3 separate regions of the Ovis aries genome follow, and regions 1 and 3 are each linked to region 2. Evidence: chromatin contacts called from public Hi-C data. All regions are on one chromosome and are shown on one strand. The core of a region is the stretch at or near the end of the contact, and the rest is flanking DNA. Distances in the headings are between cores, read along the strand shown. Region 1 overlaps SLC4A1AP (solute carrier family 4 member 1 adaptor protein). Region 2 holds the start of FOSL2 (FOS like 2, AP-1 transcription factor subunit). Region 3 holds the start of MRPL33 (mitochondrial ribosomal protein L33).

Region 1 (3,963 bases), core at 605-3,104, 630 kb after region 2:
GTTTGTTTGGCTGACAAGATAATTCTTTTAAATATTAATTAAGTTCAGGGTAGCAGAAGAGATTGGTGTGTGTGTGTGTGTGTTAGTCACTCAGTCGTGTCTGACTCTTTTCAACCCCATGGACTATAGCCCACCAGGCTTCTCCATCGTGGAATTCTCCAGGCGAAAATACTGGAACGGGTTGCGTTTCCTTTCTCCAGGAGGTCTTCCCGATGCAGGGATCAAACCTGGGTCTCCTATATTGCAGGTAGACTTTTACTGTCTGAGCCACCAGAGAAGATGGTAAGGACAACAACAGCAATCTCCATGGTGAGAAGGTGAGTCTAAGGTCCTGTGTAGCCTTTTGATACACACAGCTGTTTCATTTCCCCAAAAGGCCTGGTACACAGTAGATGCTCAGAAAGTATTCACTGGATACTGTACGTGAAGGTGCAGGGTATATAAGGATGATGACACTGGGGTCACTGAAGCCTCTGTCAACTCTAGTGGCTGCCCCTTGGGGACCAGATGAATAACCAGTCCAGGAGCTGTCCTAGCCTCAGGGACAGCTAACTGCCAATCCTTAGGGTTCACCCAAGTAGCGCTGAGATTGCTTAGAACCCGGGGACAAGGCTGTGTATTCTCGACCCCTCCGGGGAGTAGGGCAACAGCCTGGATTCCGATGCCCATTGCAGCCACCTTTGCCCCTCTGCTCCAGGCAGCTCCCCAAGAAGCAGAGTCTGGCCAATTATGGGAGGTGCTGTTCTCCTTCACTTCCAGCATTAGCTTAGACCTTAAAAATCGCAGCCTGGCGCCTGCTCTTCTCATGACAAGGAAAACAGGAGATGTCAGAAGCCTCCTTAGGTATCTGGGAGAGAACAGCTCCTTCTGCTCCCTCCCCTCCTTGTATGAGGTCATTGAATCAGGATGACAAAGCAAACAGTGACGTGTTGGGACTTGTTCCCGGATTGATTCCAGGGTTTCTCCAGCCCCTCCTTCCTCCTCCTCCTCAGAATGGCAGGCCCAGGTGTGAACAACAAGCAGAACTGGACTCAGTCCTTGGGATCTGGGAAGCGGATGCTAGTTGAGGGGCCCCCTCTGTGGTGGTAAAGAGGAGGTCCCAGGGAGAGCCGGGTGCAAGTGGGAATCGTGATACAGCACCACTGGACACTTTCCAGACTTCACTGTGCTTTCCTTTGTTCTCATTTGAGTTAAGGAGGGCAAGAATTCTTCTCTGACTTTACAGATGAGAAAACCAAGACTTGTTTAAGGTCAGCAACTTAGGGCTTCATGGCTTAAGGGTCACAGAGCCAAATATGAGATAGTTTTGTGACTACAGCATCTTCCCACCTCATCACAGTTCTTTTTTAAAAAATGTATTTATTTGGCTGCGCCAGGTCTTAGTTGCTGCATGTGGGATCTTCAGTCTTCATTGCAGCAGGCAGAATCTTTTAGCTGAGGCATGTGGGATCTTAGTTGTAGTCTGGGATCTAGTTCCCTGACCGGGGATCAAACCTGGACCCCCTGCCCTGGGAGCGCAGTCTTAGCTACTGGACCACCAGGGAAGTCCCACCATAGTTCCTTGAATTTCACTCCTTGGTATACCTGTTTCATTCCACCATATTGTTACTTAATGTTCTTCTTTAAATAAACTCACCTTAAAAGTTGACCTCATTCTATGCAACATTACATACGTGTATGTATGTATAAATAATGCATGTATTTATATTCACAACTGCTAAAATTAAACATGTTCGTTCTCCTCCCCCAAAGTCAACTTTCATAATGCCAGCGATGCTGGTGCACACTTTGAGAAACTGTCCAACTGTCCTCCGCCCTCCCTGCATTACTAATGATGGATTGTCACAGGCTGGCAGCCAAGTGGCTGCCTTTGTTGAAATGTTCAGCCAGTAGGATCACTCAGGGCCACCACTGTCGTTGTTAGGGCTGTGCCTCCAAATCACAGAATTACTAAAACAGAGGGGATAAGAGACGTCATAGAATCCAACTCCTAAGGGACAGAGTCTTATACAGCACACCCATTCACAGTCCTAAAGGTTAAGGGAGCAGCACACAGAGACAAAAAGACAAATGAGCTGGAGTCTTTGCTCGAGAAACTCACAAACCTTACAAACATAAACAACTGAAAACTAAAAGGAATAAGCAAAGAATCTGGAATTATGGTTCCACCATGAACTTGGCATGCCTTTGAGCGAGTTGCTTCATTTTCTGAGCCTCAGTTTCCTTAGACAAAAGGTGATAATAGCTCCTCTTTTTACCTTTAAGACAGATAGCAGCAGCAGCAAACTCCTCCATAGAATATTTGCATTAAGACTGGAGAATGACTTTCTCCAGGTTAAACAAAGCACCAGAAATAACAGGCTGGGAAGAGATTTGGGGAGCTTGTCAGTGTCCCTAATTTGCTGCTACTGGGTCTTAGGCCTGGGAAGGCTCTGGTGCCCTGAACCAGCTTGGTGCCCTGAAGTCTTTCAGAATCCTGATTGTGGAGGAGTTGAGGATCTTCTGCTTTGAAACGTTTGCTTCTGGCAGTCAACTCCTATATAGCGATGGAGCTTTACTGCCCTCTTGTGGTCACTCCCTGACATAGTTGCATTGACTTTTGGAGGGCTGTGCGTGACAGCCTGAGGAAACCAGAGCCAACCCTCCAGATCAAGATTTTCCAGGGCCAGCGGAGGACTTAAAACCCAAATTAAAGCCAGCTGCTGTAACCCAGAGCTCCTTGATGGGAAGGGGTAGCTCTGCCTGATTTTGCCCCAAGTAGGACACGAATCCAGGCCTCTGCCTGAGTTAACACTGCTAAAATGGTAGGTGCTGAGATTATCCAGCTTGTCTGGAAAAATTCTAGAAACAAAGAGCTCTAAGGCCCCATTTCTGCCTGGAAAACCCAATGCTAAGAAGGGCCAGGCCGTGAACTTGCCCTCCAACCCTCAGTCATGTGAAGCAAGTTAGCTGAGCACCTATTTTGTGAACTGGTAGGTTCCATGAGGTGCAGGTGGAGTACAAAATAAGATAGTTCCTGCCCTCAACTCATAATGCTTACAAACGTAAATGGCCCAAGCACACACATAATTAACAGCTGTCAGGCCATCCAAGCAAGACCCATCACAGAAGCAGAAATACAGTGTGTAGGGCTGCTGGGGAGAGGGGGGTTTAGTGACAATCAGGATGATCAAGGTTTCCTGAAGATAGTGAGACTCAGGCTGAACTTTTGAAAAATGAGTAGGACTTTACCCAGTAGACACAAGCCAGGAGGACATTGCATGCTGCATGCCCAGGTGCTTCAGTTCAGTTCAGTTCAGTTCAGTTGCTCAGTCATGTCCGACTCTTTGCGACCCCATGAATCGCAGCACACCAGGCCTCCCTGTCCATCACCAACTCCCGGAGTTCACTCAGACTCACGTCCATCGAGTCAGTGATGCCATCCAGCCGTCTCATCCTGTCGTCCCCTTCTCCTCCTGCCCCCAATCCCTCCCAGCATCAGAGTCTTTTCCAATGAGTCAACTCTTTGCATGAGGTGGCCAAAGTACCGGAGTTTCAGCTTTAGCATCATTCCTTCCAAAGAAATCCCAGGGTTGATCTCCTTCAGAATGGACTGCTTGGATCTCCTTGCAGTCCAACGGACTCTCAAGAGTCTTCTCCAACACCACAGTTCAAACGCATCAATTCTTCAGCACTCAGCCTTCTTCACAGTCCAACTCTCACATCCATACATGACTACTGGAAAAACCATAGCATTGACTAGATGGAACTTAGTCGGCAAAGTAATGTCTCTGCTTTTGAATATGTTGTCTAGGTTCGTCATAACTTTCCTTCCAAGGAGTAAGCATCTTTTAATTTCATGGCTGCAGTCACCATCTGCAGTGATTTCGGAGTCCTCAAAAATAAAGTCTGACACTGTTTTCACTGTTTCCCATCTATTTCCCATGAAGTGATGGGACCGGATGCCATGATCTTCATTTTCTG
Region 2 (4,210 bases), core at 80-2,579:
CAGGAATAAGTTCTCTAGATGTCGGAAGGGGCCCGTGCGTAAAAAATTTGGGGAGCGGGGGATCCACCACGGAGATAGAGGGGAATGGAGATGAATTCCTGGGAGAGGAGGGAGGCACCGGCTTCTGGGAACGGGACCTGCAATTCCAGGAGCTTGTCTGGATACGATGTAGTGTGAAGGACAGGGTTTGTAGGTTCTTTCAGCCCACTCGCCGCTCCAGTTTGGAAAAAAAAAAGGGGGGGGGGTTGGCGAGGGTAGAGGGGGTGAAAGGAGGTGTGGGCAGGAGATGAGAATTCAGAACTTACAATGGTGGCCCGCAGGTATTTTCTCACCAAACCGAGAAAGGGCAAAGAAAGCAAAAGAGGCAGTGGCGGCGAGAGGAAGGCGGGGGTCCACCCGCGTCGCCAGGTGCACCCGGGGCCCGCACCTACCTGCTGGCCGCCGCCGCCGCTGGAGTAGGACTCGGCGTGCGCAGGAGAGCCGCTGCTGCCCCGGGACGAGGTGTCAAAGTTCCCGGGATAATCCTGGTACATGATCCGCGGTGGGGGCCCGAGAGGAAACAGGGTGTTTTTCTTCCCCCGCCCTCGCCGCGGCCGCGCACCGGCTGCTGTGCGCTGGCTCTCTGCTGGCCGCGCCTCGGGCTTGTCCCCCTCGGCGGAGGCACCCCGGGAACGGCCCCCTGAGCGCCGAGCGCTACACCACTTCTTTGCTGCTCTGCGAGCGCCGCGGGACCAGTTGTCCACCCAGTCCCTCCCTCTAAAAAGTCCGCGCGTCCCTCGGTCCCTCCCCTGCGCGCGCCCTCCCGCCCCCGCGCGCAATCGGAGCCCAGCCGGGACCGCCGGCTCAGTCAAAAATCGGTAATTAAAAAAGAATGGGAGTCAACCCAGCGGGTCAAGCCTGCCAGGTCTGGGGACCCCAGATGTCAGCGCAGAAAAGAAAGGAGGGAAAAAAAGGGGGGGCAGAAAGAAAGGCTGCCCGCTTGGAGAAACTTCTATTTCCTCCTTTTAGAAAAGGAGCTGAGAATAAACTTCCTGTGGCCGACTCGCCGCCGGAGTTTGGAGCGGCTCGGACACTTGACTAGGAGAAGAAGGCAGCCTGTGCCCGGCCCGCGGCCCGGGAGGATCCAGCTGAGCCGGCGTGGAGAGGGACGCGGTGCCGCAGCTCCGGCGCCCGGACCTGCACCCCTTTCCCGGCTCCCTCTCCCGGACGGGCCCGCCTCGCCCGTCCGCGCCTCTCTCTCTCCCTCTCTCGGTCTCCGCCGAGCGCCGCTCGCTTGCTCGCTGGTTTGCTCGGAGCCCCAGCGCTCTGCCCGAGATGAGTCACTACAATGGCACGATTTCAACTCCACACTCTTTATTCTCCAGCCCCTGTACCTCACGTCAACCCGACTCCACCTTGCAGGGAGGAGCGCGCGGGGAGGCGGGGGGAGAAGGCCGAGGAGGAGGGGGAGGAGGAGGAAGACGCGCGGGAGGAGGCGGGCGCAGCGCTCCCCTATCTGCCCCGGCTCCTGGCCGCGCTGACGCCAGCCGCACACCCTGCGCGAGGAAGGAAGGCGGTGGCGGGGGTGGGAGCGGACCGCTGGCGCGGTTTGGGGGAGCCGAGGCAGCCTGGCCCATCCCCACCCCCCGGGCCACGCGCCCTTGGTCTGTTCCACTGGCGCACGTTGCCAAAGATGGTCATTTGCGTTAGAGGACGCGAGTGCGGGTTCCCTAGCTTTCGGGTGACGTGGAGGGAGAGGGATTCCCTCGCCGGCTCCCGAGCGCGCCACGGCCTCCCCACCTTCTCCACCGCCTGGGAAAGGGGCGCGGGGCGGGGCCCCTGCGAGGGCTGCCGCGGGGCCCTCGGCGCCTGGTTTCAGAAAATAATCACAGTCCTGAAGAGCGAGACTGGCGGTTCAGTGCGGCGCCACCGCGAGGCCGGGAGCCGGGCGCGCAGAGCCGCTCGCAGGGAGGGCGCGGCCGCGCACGGTCGTCGGCGCCCTTCGCGGCGCCACCCGGAGCAACGGGCGCCCTGGGCGCCCTGGGTATCCGCGCCTCCCTGCGGCCGGGCCTTGGCGGGGCGCAGCGCCGCCGGGCGGGGCCGACCTGCCTATTTTCCCTTCCGCGGCTGGCTGCCCACTGCTTCCCGCCCCCCTCCCCTTTCTTTTCGGCTCTGCAATTAATTTGTTAGGAGCAGCCTTGAAGACGAAATTAACCAGTCAAGACATTCCGGCCGCCCTCTATGCTGGGCAATTAAGATGCATCTAATAGTAATCGGGCATTATAAGCAACCTCGACTATTACGAATTTGAAAGGAAAAAAAAAACCAAACAGGGAAGAGGGAGGCCCGAGAGAGGGCGTGCCCCAACGTTGTCTTCAGCTGTTTTGGAGCGAAGTTCAGGCAGTAGGTAGTCCGGATTCCTAGTTTGTCCCGCCTCGCGGGGCGGGGCGGGGCGAGGTGCGGGGTAAAGAGCACAGGCCTTGGAGTGTGAACGCCAGGCTGTGCTGCTTACGGGCTGTGAGACTTTGGGCGAGTCCCTTAACCTCTCTGGGCTTCAGTTTCTTTCTGTAAAACGAAGGGATTGAGACATGACCTTCTAAGGCCCTTGTCAGTTCTGGAACTTCAATCCTTCTGCAGAGATGATGATCCGGAGGAGCACTGTACTAGGAGTCAAGGAAATCGAATTTTGCTCCACGCTTTGCCTTAGTCTCATACCCAGCTCTTAGTGTACCAGCGGGAAGATGCGCGAAGGCTGTGAAGCGTTGTGCACTGTAACACATCACAGTTTCGGCCCTCAGTCTCCTTATCTGTAAAGTGGGGGTGTTGCTAGGAAAGAAAAATAGAACCCAGCCGGGAACTCAAAGCTTTCCCGGGGCTCTATATAAAGCGCTGGCGTTTCCGGGACGGCTGGCGGCATCTGGCCGCCCCAATGGCCCCAAGATACGGTAATCCTAAACAATACTCGGGGTCATTGTTTACAACTATAAAACACATTCTGTCCTCGGCTCCATCCCCAAGGACGCGCGTGGAGAGGCGAGGCTGGCTGGGCTCCTCGCACCTCCCTCGCCGCCTGCAGCGTAGCGTCCGCAACTCCACAGGTCGCGGCGAGAAGTGCGAGGCAGATGGATGCGCACACCCAGCGCGGTCTTGGCGTTTTTGCCATCTCTCTCTTTTTTTAATCCCGCGTCCTGCCTGCCTGGGTGTGTTTATGCTCCTCTCCCAGCAGGGCTGAGTAAATGCAGTCCTTTGACGCAAAACCGTTCAGCCCTTTCCCCAGCGGCAGCGGCAAAACCCAGAAAACTGGAGGTGGGGACGGGGTGGGGGGAGCGCAGGAGAAGAAATCGTGACACTCTCTGACTCGCCCCTCAGTCGCCTCCCGCACCGCACGGTCCTCGGCCGGCCTGGCGAACTCCTAGGTGGGGCTACAAAGTCAGGCGCGGTCCGGGCGTCCAGCGCCCTCCTGGGAGCAGCGGCGTGTCCAAGCGGCGCTAACAGACACACTTTTAGTTTTTCTTTGAGCTGCAGAGGCTACCCGGCCCTCCCCCACCCTGCGCTTGAAAATCCAGCGCTTCTGGGTCTCTCCCACACAGTCCTTCCAGTAATTCGCGGGGAAAGAAGGAGGGGGAAAGGGAGCCTATGCTTCCTCCGTGGCCTCCGCCGTCCCAGGCGCGTCCAGGCCCGGGCAGGCGCCGCCGGGAGCGCGCGGGCGGGCAAGCGCACCCTCGCGCCCTCGGCCGCCCCCGCCCTGCCTGCTCCCCAGCCCTTTCCTTTCTTGTGGGTTCCCGTAAAGCCCGGCAGCCCCGAGACGTCTGCAGAGCATCACGGAATCTGTGCTGATGCAAGGCGCTAGCCTTCCTTTGGTGCGCCCCGGCCTGCCTCGAAACGCTTTGATCCCGGCCTTCCCGGCTCCAGAACTTGTGCTGGCTCCCTCTGTCCGCCGGGAGGCCCGCGATCTGCAGCCGGCCTTCACCTCTCAGTCCCTGAGCGCCAGGAACAGAGCTGTGCCCTGATGCTGCGGGACCGACCGACTGGTGCAACTGGTGCCTCGGACTAACTGAATGCCAGACTGAGAATTTAGCCTCCAAGCCCAGTTCATGGCCCTCTCCGTGGGGAATCATTACAGGATCACCCAGTAACAAAGGACTGTCTGACTCCCTGGAAGAGGATACTAAGAAGAATAGGGGCCAATCTTTATTGAACACTTACCAGGCAGAATACTTTAAGGGATTGT
Region 3 (4,223 bases), core at 1,676-4,175, 570 kb after region 2:
GTGAGTCTATCTTATGTCCATGAATATCCCAGCACCTGGGATAGTAACTAGCACCAAAGTAAACTTTCAATATACACTAGGAATGAACGCTATAGTGACAAAGGGGCCACAAAACTGCCTTTGTTCAACATCATCTGAAAAGGGCAACAGGCCTTGAAAGCATTTGAATTTATCATGGAGCAACTTTTCTGGAATCTTACCTACTGGATCATAATGCAGTAGAGTAAGTTTCTCCCATAGTCGGCTTCTCTTAGTGTTGAAGGAAAAACCTGTTCCAGCTTGGCTCACCATTTTCACCAGAATTGTTCTAAGATTTAAAAGCAAGTTGTTACAAGCTAAGGAAATAGACTAAAATCAGTTGTAGGAGGATGGCACATTCTGAGAACACTATACAGTAGTATTATTTGTGGGGACATCAATCAAACCTTAAGTTCAGTTCTAAGACAGTCTATATCTTAGAATGGTTCTGATTCCCAATATTTGTTCCATTACACAGAGTGCCTTGGAAATAACCTAACCAAAGCAAGAAGACTAATCAAACTGCATTGTGGGAACAGACTCAGACCCCCACATTTCAGGAGGAGAAATCAGGACAAGGAAAATACACAAGTACTGGTAACCCTGGCAGGCCAGTCAAGAAGACAGTGGTCTCCGAAGAGCTTTATCTTTCACGTATGAGCAGTAAGAGTGAAATCAGGAAGCAACAGAATAAAGAGATTGGAACTTTCACACCGACAATGTGTAAAACCTTGTTGTTCCCTTTCATAGTTTAACTTACAATCATCCAAAGCAAAGTTCATGTTTTGTCCCACTGGGCCTTTTAATACCTCATACTGTTTGTTACTTTTTCAGGGGTCTTATCTTCCTATGTAGATCATGCTATTTGATTTCTCATCTAATTCCAAAAAGAATCTGAAGCACCTAAGATAATATTATACACCTTTGCATCCCTTTCAATGTTCAGCATAGTACGTCATGCATTAGAGTGATACAATATTAAGTACTTGCTCTATGGCAAGCACAACATGCAAGGCCCTCTAAGTCTACATCTGCACCCTGGAGAAGTAACGCTAACAGTATGGAAGGTGAGTTGTGTACACGAGGTCTGTAAGGCAAGACATATGTGACCAGAAGGCACACAAAGAACATGGCACCAGAAGGACACAAAGAACATGAGAGGCAGGGCACACCCCTAAAGAAATGAAGACACAGGAGATTCCCACAGAATGTGAAGAAGGAAAGTAAGTAACTGGATTGTGTGAAAAGCTATATAAAGTAATAAAAGATACTGAGGGAAGAATACTAGCATACATGTTTTTCACTAACTTTAATCCAGAAAACCTAGCTTTAAGGATTTATTATGTGACTTGGGTTATAAACAAATGCTACCTACTTTAGAATTTTTCTATTTTTAACACAGAAAATCTTACTTCAGTTATTGCCTACAAAATTTATTTTTGAAATACCAGTTTGGTATTAATAATCTCTCTGGTACAGCATGGAATCTTTAGCCTTTGCCATTTTTTGAAATGCTTGTACCATGAATGCAAAAGATTACAAAACTCAAAACTGGCTCTGTGGATAGTCAAATCACAGCTTTTTTTGTTATATTCCTGTAGTGGGCTCCAGACAAATGGCCCTTGGTCCTCACTTTCAGGAAAAAGAACTGCAATCATAGTCCAAAGAGCATGGGGACCCTGATGATTTCTTTAGGAACAAGACAGCAAAAGCAACTTTTAAGGAAATTAACTGAAAGCTCACTTAAATAGATCAGTTGGGAAGGAGGGAAAATATTTTAGTAAACAGTTCATAGGGCTAAAACAATTCATCAAGTGTAATCCTCAAATCAGACTTTAGAAAATTGAAGCCAAATGCTTAATTTAACATAAGGATTCATTGAGAGTAGCTGAACTAATGAATCTAACATAAACAAGCTTAAAAAAAAAAAAAAAAGAAAAACGTGTACTTACTTTGACTTGCTCTTGGCAACTTTTTCATAGGCAGGAAAAGTCGAATAGAAATGGGAAAAAATAAACAATTTATTATCTTGCTTACGCAAAATTCAAATAAAGCTCAAATTTTAAGATTATAATAAAAATATTTAAGTCATGAAATAATGTCATAAATTGTCACTCAAGTAACTACTCCCGAGCTATTGGGGATCCCGTTAGGATTTTATAGATGTTTTTTAAAAATCCAATCGGACCACCACAATTCTGGATGGAATCCTCTACACAATCTCTTTTCAGTTGAACTGACTACCTTTAAATCTTCCCAAAGATCTGCTGCATTTGCTCCTCTTCTAAGGTGCAAATATTTGCACTAGAACAAGCCTCTTGTCCGGTAAATTAACCTATGCAAATTCAACAACCATCACACGAGGTGGAGAAAGGAAATTAAATCCATCCGGGAAGTCAGCCTAGTGCACCTAAGAACACGGTCTTGGGAGCCAGTGGGCTTCTTTCCCAGCCCGCTGTACGACCTAGGATCAATCACTGTTTCTCACCTTGAGAACTCGAAATGAGTGAACTAAAAATTCTGAAGTTTTCTCAGTTAGAACGTCCAGTGATTCTGCTGACACACCGCGAGGGCGAGGGAGAGCCCCACTTCTGCCGGCCAGACTCTAACCGCGGAACGAGCCGAAACGGACCCAAAATCTGCGCCGAAGACCCCCAAGACCCACTCGCCCCACAGGGAGCGCGGCCGCGAGGCATGCCGGGTGCTGTAGTCCTGAAGGCCTAGGACGTCGCAGCGGCGGCTGCCCCACCGGCGTGCGCACTCCACCCTGCAATGTCCCAGGGCCCGCCTGTCACCACCTCCTGCCCGGGAAGCAGGCCCTGCCGCCGCCTCCAGCCCCACTTACACGTAACCGCCGACAGGAACATGGCGACAGTACCCCTGAAGACTCGGTAACGGGTCCAAAGTTCCAGCAACAAACAACTGCTTCCGGGGCACAGGTCTGTTCCGGAAAAGGATGTCCGGAAGTTCTCCACAGCCACGCCCCCTATATAAACCTCAGGGCTGAGCCTGCCTCTTTTCTGTGGTCTCTACAGTCCAGGTGTCTCTTATGTGGTGCTGGAGTATGGAGTCCTTTTCATTTTTGGAGAGAACCTTTGTTATCGCTCGAGGTTCGCGCCCCGCACCCTAACTCCTACTTCTGAGTCAAAGTTAGATGTTTTCCATACATATTTCACTAAATCATCGCAGTCAACTACATTAAAGCCAAGGGAACTCTGCATGTTCCTCACCCACTCCAGGCTATCACGCTTCTGCACTATTTCCTTAAATTGTTGCCTTCGTTTTCCTCCTCCGGCCCAACTCCATCTCCATCTGGTTAAGAGCTACTCTGTCTCTCCAGAATTAAGAACTCCACCTGAATATACCTATTTCTTGATTATGTGTTGGATTTCTAGGAGGGCTGGGCCCTGAGCATTTTAACTGCTGTATCTAAGCACCTACCTGGCAATAGGGGGCAAATAACTGAGATTGAGAGTAGTCACATAATTTGCTTAATGTCACAAAACTAGTGAATGGCAAAGTCAGAATTTGAACCCAGAGTTTGACTGCGAAGACTCATGGCTTTCCCACTAGCACTGGGACCTAACCACTTTGCCATCTTCCAATCTTCATCTCTCTGCAAGAAACCTGCAAGTACCTGCAACACCAGGTACTTCAGCCAAAACCTCATTTCCCAACTAATAATCAGGATTTTAGGATTTTTTTTCTAATCTGTGGTTTTATCTACATATTAAATATTACAAACAAGTGAAAGACTTATTCTCATGGATTATCCTCGCTGAAGGTAATAAAATTATTAAAAAGAGAAAATGTTATACAATACAACTCAATTTTTTAAATCAGGACTGTCCTTGCCCTGGGTACCTCTAATGGTTTTTTTCCCATACCTAGATTCCAACAAATGGACTCCCTCTAGGTGGCCAAATCCTTCCTTACCATGTGTGGTTCAGCTGCTGACAAACAAGAGCTTCAGGTGTTCAAGAGGATAAGGTTTCTTATTTAGGAAATTTCTTTTGAAGACTTATAAGAAAAAAACACAAGACTGGAAGCCAAGGAACATGAATTCTAGTGTTTATTCTGTCCCTTGGAAAGTCATTTCAACTCTCCAGACCTCAGTTTCAGGCTGAATGTGGGCACTGAATCAGTGATTCTCATTCCTGAGAGTGTATCAGTCATCTGGGATCTTTTAAAAGGCCCGGATGCCA

Evidence for each region. A called contact is a pair of places that touch in the nucleus more often than the background predicts.
Region 1: a contact with region 2 is called in a Hi-C map of tail adipose tissue, with 6 times the contacts expected there. The contact joins the enhancer-like site here to the promoter of FOSL2 in region 2. A contact is called at or near these places in 5 of 16 Hi-C or Micro-C datasets (hypothalamus, muscle, omental adipose tissue and 2 more).
Region 3: a Hi-C map of skin fibroblasts shows a contact between it and region 2, with 4 times the contacts expected there. The contact joins the promoter of MRPL33 here to the promoter of FOSL2 in region 2. A contact is called at or near these places in 5 of 16 Hi-C or Micro-C datasets (blood, hypothalamus, muscle and 1 more).

The regions. Positions count from the first base shown.
Region 1 is chr3:34,715,087-34,719,049 of ARS-UI_Ramb_v3.0, reverse strand. All of the region lies in intron 13 of SLC4A1AP (solute carrier family 4 member 1 adaptor protein), which reads right to left. Among named protein-coding and RNA genes, the nearest start is that of SLC4A1AP, 30 kb to the right of the region's middle. Within about 2 kb of position 1,854, at least 18 of the 54 cell types and tissues checked have an H3K27ac peak or open chromatin away from gene starts, as enhancers often do. A contact at or near this core is called in tail adipose tissue, where this site is marked.
Region 2 is chr3:35,342,111-35,346,320 of ARS-UI_Ramb_v3.0, reverse strand. It overlaps FOSL2 (FOS like 2, AP-1 transcription factor subunit), which reads right to left and starts at 1,329. Exons shown (of 4, transcript XM_027966637.3): 1 at 432-1,329. The coding sequence starts at 533.
Region 3 is chr3:34,777,140-34,781,362 of ARS-UI_Ramb_v3.0, reverse strand. MRPL33 (mitochondrial ribosomal protein L33) reads right to left here and starts at 2,925. Exons shown (of 4, transcript XM_027966633.3): 1 at 2,864-2,925; 2 at 1,971-1,989; 3 at 201-307. The coding sequence starts at 2,885. RBKS (ribokinase) reads left to right here. Exons shown (of 8, transcript XM_027966632.3): 8 at 497-729. The coding sequence ends at 517.